Linked DNA regions of Mus musculus: region 1 is linked to region 2. Evidence: chromatin contacts called from public HiChIP or PLAC-seq data. All regions are on one chromosome and are shown on one strand. The core of a region is the stretch at or near the end of the contact, and the rest is flanking DNA. Distances in the headings are between cores, read along the strand shown. Region 1 holds the start of Acat1 (acetyl-Coenzyme A acetyltransferase 1). Region 2 overlaps Npat (nuclear protein in the AT region).

Region 1 (4,060 bases), core at 704-3,203, 40 kb after region 2:
CCATCTTTCACTATACAGCCCAGGGTAGCCTCAAATCACAATCCTCCTGCCTCAGCTTCTTCAATGCAGAATTACATTTAGATGGACTCCATTACACCAGTTCAGACTCACTTTTATCATGCAGAAGATAGTTTGCACTTGGTTATAAAGCCTCCAGTGTAGACTAAGCCGGCTCTGCACACTTCTGTTTACACACCTTGACTACCTGGCTTATCTAATTAATTCGTCCAGGCACATTATCCAGAATCCCAGTTAACCTAATTTCATGGACCTCTCTCCAGCCATCCTCGCGAAACTTACTTACTCATCCAGAACTCCTCTGGGCATGATGGCTACTCTTTCAATTCCAGATAATCCAGAGGCTGAGGTAGGGGAGTGAGGAGTTCAAAGTCAGATGACCTAGTTAGCAAAACCACTAGAAAGAGAGTAATAGTAATGGTGGGGAGGGGGAGGAAGGAGAGTGGGGCTGGGGCGGGGAGAGAGGCAAGAAAAGGGAGGGGAGGAGAAGGAAGGGTCAGAAGGAAAAAGGCACACGAGTCTTTCTTGGGAACACTTTTTTTTTTTTATGCATATGAGTACACTGTAGCTGTCTTCAGACACACCAGAAGAAGGCATCAGATTCCTTTTTTTACAGATGGTTGTGAGGCACCATGTGGTTGCTGGGAATTGAACTCAGGACCTTTGGAAGAACAGTCAGTGCTCTTAACCACAGAGCCATCTCTCCAGCCCCGGGAACACTTATTTTACGAGTGAGGTTCTGCCCATCTCCAGATGAGAAAATAGACTATCCCTCTGGCTTTCCTATTACTGCAGTCACCCAGTACTTATTGTTTTTTTATCTTTCGGAGACTGGGTATCTCCAAATTGCCCACGTGGGTTGAAATCCTTGATCTCAAGCTCCTCTTGCCCGAGCAGCAACTCAAGTAAGATTCATTTTATAGTTTGTTTGCCCTCAGCTTCCAGCTCCAAGCCTCGGGCCCTCAATTATTCTTTCACAATCTCTTGCAGAGCAATGCTCTCTTTCAGCTCCTATTGCCAGAACTACCCGTTTCGGCGAACCCTGATTTTCTCAGAAACAAAACCACGCAAACCTAACTCCAGACTCTTAAAGACTGACCGACAAAGTCTAGAATGTCACCTTTGGAAAGTACAAAGTGTTCGCCGAACACAACCATCAGAAGCGAGGCACTCACTTCAAATAAAAATTATTTCTTGTACTGTCTCAGTAGCCATCTTGTTAGTTTTAAGACAATCTTCTGATTGCCATATAGTGCCTGAGCTCTGATTAAGACAATTAATTAAACCAATGATTAGCCAGGTGGTGGTTCATGCCTTTAATCCCAGCACTCTGCAGGTGGAGGAAGACCAATGAGCTCGAAGCCAGCCTGATCTTGAGAGAGAGAGAGAGAGAGAGAGAGAGAGAGAGAGAGAGAGAGAGCGTTCCAGGGCAGCAAGGGTTCCACAGAAAAACCAGTGGAACAAAATACAAACCAAACCCCAAAACTCAAACCAATCAAACAAAAAAACAAGGAAAAGGAAATCACAAGGTCACAAAAACGTCTTAGAAACTCCTGGGCCTACAGAGAGACTCAGCTCTCTGCAGTCTGGGATCGCGCCTGGTCAGGCCCAAGCTTTGCTGCACAGCTGATGCGGAGCGTGACAGTAGCACAGACTGACAGGTGGACTGACACACGACGGCGCAGGCACTCGATCCCCAAGGCGCTGGTGCTGAGCGCTGTGGCCCACGAGGACGGACCTCGCGGGCGGCTGGTGGGCTCCCCGATCCCGGCCCACCCCCGGAATCGACCCTGCTCACCTGCAGCAGCCCGCGAAGCAGAGGCCTGCGGACGACGCCGTGCAGAGCCACCAGGGCAGCCATGGAGACGCGAAAGGCTGTCAAGGGCAGAGAGACGCGCCGCGGCCTCCACTTCCCCACCGCAGAGCTTGCGACGTCGTGGCGGGCACCGCCCCGACCCTCTCCTCCAATAGCAGTCCAAGATCGCTGCGCTTGGCGGCGATTGGCCCGTAGCCAGAGGGCGGGGCCTGGCGCTTGGCCCGAGGACTGAGCTGAGGCTCTCCTGGACCAAAAAAAAAAAAAAAAAAAAAAAAAAAAAAGGACTAATGACCACGTGGCTTGACACCTAGGTGGTGCACGCTAAACTGTTGATTGTTGATGCCAGTTGTTTCTGCCTCCAGATGCCTGTAGTTTTCGTGCAGTCCGAGACTTTCCATTCACTTTGCCGTGCCTGATCAGGTGACTGTATTACCCAGACAAAGGATGTTGGTAAATGTTTCCAGCAATTCCCATTATATTCATTTATAATACAAATAAACCAATTTCTTACGTTAAAAGAATGTTGAAGTTGTTTTTCTGTAGGATGCTAAGTAAAATACATATTACTATCTAAACTTCACTGAGTAATAATAAGATTACATCAACTTTCAAAGAAACTCCCCGCAGGCTGGGTGTGATGGGACACACTCAGGAAAGAGGCAGGTGGATCTCTATGAGTTCGACGCCAGCCTGGTCCACATAGCGAGTCCCTGAACAACTAAAACTACAGACGGAGACCCTGTCTCCAAATAATTAAAACAAAACAGAAACAGTGCATTAACTGATATTACATGATAATTCTCACATTTGTGTAACCCATTGCTAAGGCTAGTTGGAGGATTGTTTTGCTTAGGTTTTGTTTGGTTAGTTTTTAGATAGGGTCCCACGGTGTAGCTCTGGCTATCCTGGAATTCACTATGTAGACCAGGATGGTCTTGAGCTCACAGAGATCTTTCTGTCTTTGCCTCCCTAGTGCTGGTATTAAAAGCACTATGCCAGGCCATTTGCTGACTTTGAATCTTCAGTTGGGGATAGCAGATCTTTCTGCTTGTGACATTAATTTTCCTTGATGTAAAACAAAAGGCACAACATACAAATTGAACAATTTACTTCAAGTCGACTTGTTTCATGTAATTGTGTGCACTCCTGTGTAGGCCAAGGGTAAACCTCAGATAACTCCCTCTGAGACTCTCTGCTGCTTTTTGTTTGGTGTTTTTTGTTTTGTTTTGTTTTTGTTTGTTTTGTGAGACAGGGTCTATCTCTCCTTGCACTAGAATGGCTGGCTAATAAGCCACCATCTCTACTCCTTCAACCCTATCCACCCATCCATGGAACTGGGGCTACAATCAAGGGCCACCACGCCTAGCTCTTTACATGGATGATGCTCTAAACGCTTTCTTGTGATGCAAACACTTTGCACACTGAATCATCTTCCCAGACCCTTTTGGGGTAAAGTGTGTGTATGTGTATATGCACCTTTGTGTATCTGCACCAAGTGCATACAGGCGCCTGAAGAGGACAGTAGAGGGCGTCAAAACTCCTAAAACTGAAGTTGTAGGTAGTTGGGAACTGTCTGTTGTGTTCTGAGAGCTGAACCCAGGTCCTTTCTAAGAGCTGATAGTATTTTTAACTGCTGAACCATAAGCCCCACTTTTGTTTTGTTTTTCAAGTTAGAGTCTCATGTAGCCTAGGATGCACTCAATCCCACTAGGTAGTCAAAGATGACCTTGAAGTTCTACTCCTCCAATGTCCACCTTTAGATTGCTGGCAACAGAGGTGGGTATTGATCCCAGGTCTTCATATAATCTAGGCAAGTATACTAAGCTATCTCTTCACTATGAAGCCTACCGTTTCCTTGCATGGTGGGGGTGTGCCTTCCTCATTAAGATACTCACTATATCAAAATGTCTTGGGTGATTGGCAAAGCTTTGGGATGGGCTTCTATAAGAAGCCTACACATCTTCAACATGGTTTTTGTTTTGTTGGGGTAGTTTTGGCTTGTCTGTTTGTTTTGGAATGTAATTGGCAAAGGAGGGATGAATGTCCCACAGCGTGAATGTGGAGGTCAGAACACTCGCTGGAGTAGACGCTCTCTCTTCATAACATAGGGCCCTGGGATCAAACTCAGGTGACAGGATTGGTAGCAAGGTCCTTCACCCACTGAGCCATCTGTGCTGGGCATGGTGGTGAACACCTTTAATCACAGCATTTGGGGGGCAAAGGCAG
Region 2 (4,089 bases), core at 1,448-3,947:
AGTTATTGAGTTGTTTACTAACTGAGTTTAAGGAGCTTCCCTGTAGGATGCAGTTTTACTTCCCTGCTAACAGCCAGTGTCTTAAGGAGCCTCCCTACAAGATGAGGGTTTTAATCTCTCTCTCTCTCTATATATATATATATATATGTGTGTGTGTGTGTGTGTGTGTGTATGTGTGTATGTGTATATATATGTATACATACACAAATATGCGAACAAATGTATGTATATCTATATAGGTATATATAATGCTATAAGTAACCATTGGATAATTTACTTAGTATCTCTCTGATAACCATCATTCAGAAATATTGTAGTATCTGAGGTCAACCTTTTAAATTAGTGTTTATTATAGTAAAATTTCTTACAGTGTTGGTTTGGTTGTTAACTAACTTGTGCTTGTCTTGTAGAATTTTACTTTCAATTTGAGAGGTATAACAATTGCAGTTTTGAATTATTTACTTTCAGGATTTAAAATATCCTTTCCTGAACTTCTAAATTAAGGGCTGTTGACAAGAGATCTCATGTCTTAATGTTTTTGCCTCTATGTGTGAATTGGTGTTTTTCCCTCACATTTTTACTGTTTTTGTTTGTTTGTTTGTTTGTTTGTTTGTTTTGAAAATTTGGCTACTGTGTTGTAAGGGTGCTCTTTTCTGATCACTATTGTTTTGGGATTTTTGTTTTGTTTAGTTTCTTTTCTTTTCTTTTTTAAGATTTCTCTACATATGTATATGGCTATTGTGCATGCTTGCTGCCCACTAAAGTTAAAGGAAGCCACTGTATTCCCAGGAACTGGATGGTTATGAGCCACCATGTGTGTATAAGCAGCATGGTGTGGCTGGCTATACCAGCTGGCTTCTTTATGGAGAAAAGCCCACCTAATCTACTCCTATCTCTAATCCATGTGGCTCTCCCCTTTTTTCTCCATTGGTGATTTTATTACTTTGACTTTATTCCATCCAAACTCCAGGTCTCACAAACACCACTTCTAATTCATTATAACCCTTTTCCCCACGGTGCTTTGTTTTGTTTGTCCTTTTGTTTTTTGAGACGGGGTTTCTCTGTGTAGCCTTTTTGCTCTGTAGATGAGGTTGGCCTTTAACAAACAAAAATCCTCCTGCCTCTGCTGCTGTGCCACTGTCAGACACTCAGCCCCAAGGGGCTTTCTTGAACAGCTATATTGATCAAAGTACAGTTCAATTTCCTTCTCAGTTTCATTGACATTTGTAGATTCAGCCAGCCACAGGTAGAACATTTCTGAAGAGTTAAAAATTACATTTGTGCCAAATACCTTTCTCATCATTTTTCTCTGAACAGTACAATATTAGCTATTAACATGGTATTTGTATTGTATCGTATGACTAACCTAGATGTGATAAAAGGATATGTCTCTGTTACATGTATAACTCCAATTTTCTGTAAGGAACCTGGTCATGTGCATGCATTATCTATGGGATCTATTCATTCAGAGACACTGAGAGAATTGGTGCACTAAGTACTATCTGGAACATTAAAAGTTGTAGCCCTGAAGGTTGAATTCATGTTTGCCTGAAATTAAAGCAAATCGTTGGTTCTGTATCTAGATTTCCTCTATAGAGTGTGTGAGTCTATTTTGTAAAACAATGTAAGTATTAAAAAAATAAGTATATAGAAGCAAATAAGTTGATTAACTCATTATAATGTCATCTGACTCATTCTCTTTCAGAAGAATATATTCTTTCACAAAGAATTAATTTATAATTTCTAATGAATTAATTTATAATTCCAGGAAAACAGGTAAATAATTTGACAAACTTGTCCAGTCTTTCAGAAGCATGTCATACGCAGAGGTGAGCATAAAATATGTTGCATCATAAGCTATTAAAATGCTTAAATGACTAATTTTGGTTGCTAAAAATGAGATTTTTTTTAAATTTTCGTTTCGGTAGAACTGAAGCTTCTGATAAGAATATAGCCACTGAACTTGGGAAAAAAATGGAAGACACCACGATTTCCCTCTCAGGAGAGAGGGTAGCTCCTCCCAGCAAGCCATTTGAAAGTCATAGGCGGGTGCTTTGTTTCGATAGTACTGTTTCTTCTGTTGCAAATACACAGGGGTCACTGTATAAGATGACCTCCGAAAACAAAGAAAAGAAGGAAGCATCCTTTTCTCATCTTGACTCACCCATTCTGTCCTCTACCTTAAAACCACCTCCTAATAACGCCATCAAAAGAGAGAGAGAGAAAACCGTGCCCAAGATTTTATCTAAATCAGAAACTGCCTCTAGTCGACACACCACTGTGAAAGAAGTTCAGTCTGAAAAGAAAGTTTCCCCCACAGAAGTGGCCCTTGAGTCTCTCCATAAAGCAACAGCTAACAAGGAGAATGAATTGTGCGGTGATGGGGAAAGGCCGAAGAATGCAGACACCTCAAAACTGCCTGGTGGGCAGCAGAATGGGAGCTTGAGGAACGAAAAAGCCATAGCCTCGCTGCAGGAATTGACCAAAAAACAAGCCACACCCTCAAACAATAAAAATGCCACTTCTGTAGGTGGAACTGTGAAGGATCAAAAACAAGAGCAGAGTAAACCTGCCAGTTCTTTAATTGGGGCAGAAATACTGCAGGATGTTCCCATCCACAGCCCAGCCAATAGGAGTGCCGATACTGACTTGCCAGTACCCCGGACCCCTGGCTCAGGAGCAGGGGAAAAGCATAAAGAAGAGCCTAGTGACAGTATGAAGGCCCCCGCTAGTAGACGCTGTGGTGAAGAAGGCAGCATGCCAAGAGTAATGATCCCTCCTGTCACTGCAGACTTGCCTGCCTGCAGCCCAGCCAGTGAAACAGGCAGTGAAAACAGTGTGAGCATGGCTGCCCACACGCTCATGATTCTCTCCAGAGCAGCAATTGCTAGGACTACAGCAACTCCTCTAAAAGATAACACGCAGCAGTTTAGAACATCTTCAAGGAGCACTACAAAGAAACGGAAAATTGAGGAATTAGATGAGTGTGAGAGAAACTCCCGCACGTCTGGTAAAAATCTTGCTAATTCATCAGTACCAATGAAAAAGAAGAAAATCAAGGCAAGTTTGAAAGTTCTCATTTCAATTCTACTCCTGTCCCTTCAGTATCTAGAGAGTTCAGTTGTGTTTGCTGCAGCTACATAGATAACTATACCTCCAAAACTATACACTTAGTAGTGTTTCCTAGTCACAATGATACAAGTTGTCTATGTATCATCCTGAGGAAAAGTGAATGTTTCTGTCATGGTATCACCCAGTATTTTTCATGGAAATACAAAAAGTGTGAAAGCCTGGGAAACAACCATTAAATGAATTACCAAATAAAACACCTCATGCCGGGCGGTGGTGGCGCACGCCTTTAATCCCAGTACTTGGGAGGCAGAGGCAGGTGGATTTCTGAGTTCGAGGCCAGCCTGGTCTACAAAGTGAGTTGTTCCAGGACAGCCAGGGCTACACAGAGAAACCCTGTCTTGAAAAAAAAAAAAAGCAAAAAAAAAAAAAAAGAAAAAAGAAAAAAACCCACCTCCTGGTCTCCATCCCTTCCATAGTCTATAATGATGGTCCTAGCAGAGGAGCAGAAAAACTCATGTTCTTGTTTTTTTCTGTAACCATGGTTGTCTGTAGTAAGGCAGTACAAGGATGGTAGCATTGATAAATAAAGTGCATTTATTTAAAGTTTGTTTTACCAAGTAGATTAAACGGAAAGCATGTGAATGTCCTACTCACAGGAGAAAGTATAGTAAGTTAGGAGTGGTTTTTAGGTTTGGTGTCCTGCAAGCCTGAGTTTGAATTCTCTTATCAAGTGTATGCCATTCCTGTGCCTGCCTGTTCATGTCTAGTCTCTGGTCTCTTCCTCTGTGCCTCATCATTGAACCTAAAATTGTCTCACCCTGTGGTTTTGTAGTCTGTTTTAGGCTAACACTTTAAAAAGCATCTCCTCTATCTTAACATTTGGAGCTTGGTGAGTGAGTGGTATTCTTTAATGTGTGTTAGCAAAGGGGTCCTCTAGCTTCAAGGCTGATCCACTATAGAGTTCAATTCTTGAGAACCATGAAGAAGCAAAAACACTCCCAAAAGCAGTCCTTTGAC

The links. HiChIP or PLAC-seq counts read pairs in DNA pulled down with a chosen protein or histone mark.
Region 1: a contact with region 2 is called in an H3K27ac HiChIP or PLAC-seq map of embryonic stem cells, with 5 read pairs. The contact joins the promoter of Acat1 here to the enhancer-like site in region 2. A contact is called at or near these places in 1 of 39 promoter capture datasets (the C10 cell line), 1 of 15 datasets of contacts at CTCF or cohesin (the NIH/3T3 cell line), 20 of 484 Hi-C or Micro-C datasets (DN3 thymocytes, cardiomyocytes, cerebral cortex and 12 more), 3 of 115 datasets of contacts at active chromatin or transcription factors (a beta-TC-6 cell line, bone marrow-derived macrophages and embryonic stem cells) and 4 of 9 other capture datasets (adipose tissue, embryonic stem cells, liver and 1 more).

What each region holds. Positions count from the first base shown.
Region 1 is chr9:53,608,397-53,612,456 of GRCm38.p6, forward strand. It overlaps Acat1 (acetyl-Coenzyme A acetyltransferase 1), which reads right to left and starts at 1,954. Exons shown (of 12, transcript NM_144784.3): 1 at 1,817-1,954. The coding sequence starts at 1,879.
Region 2 is chr9:53,568,119-53,572,207 of GRCm38.p6, forward strand. It overlaps Npat (nuclear protein in the AT region), which reads left to right. Exons shown (of 18, transcript NM_001081152.1): 16 at 1,769-1,829; 17 at 1,929-3,060. Among named protein-coding and RNA genes, the nearest start is that of Npat, 33 kb to the left of the region's middle. Within about 2 kb of position 2,698, at least 6 of the 459 cell types and tissues checked have an H3K27ac peak or open chromatin away from gene starts, as enhancers often do. A contact at or near this core is called in embryonic stem cells, where this site is marked.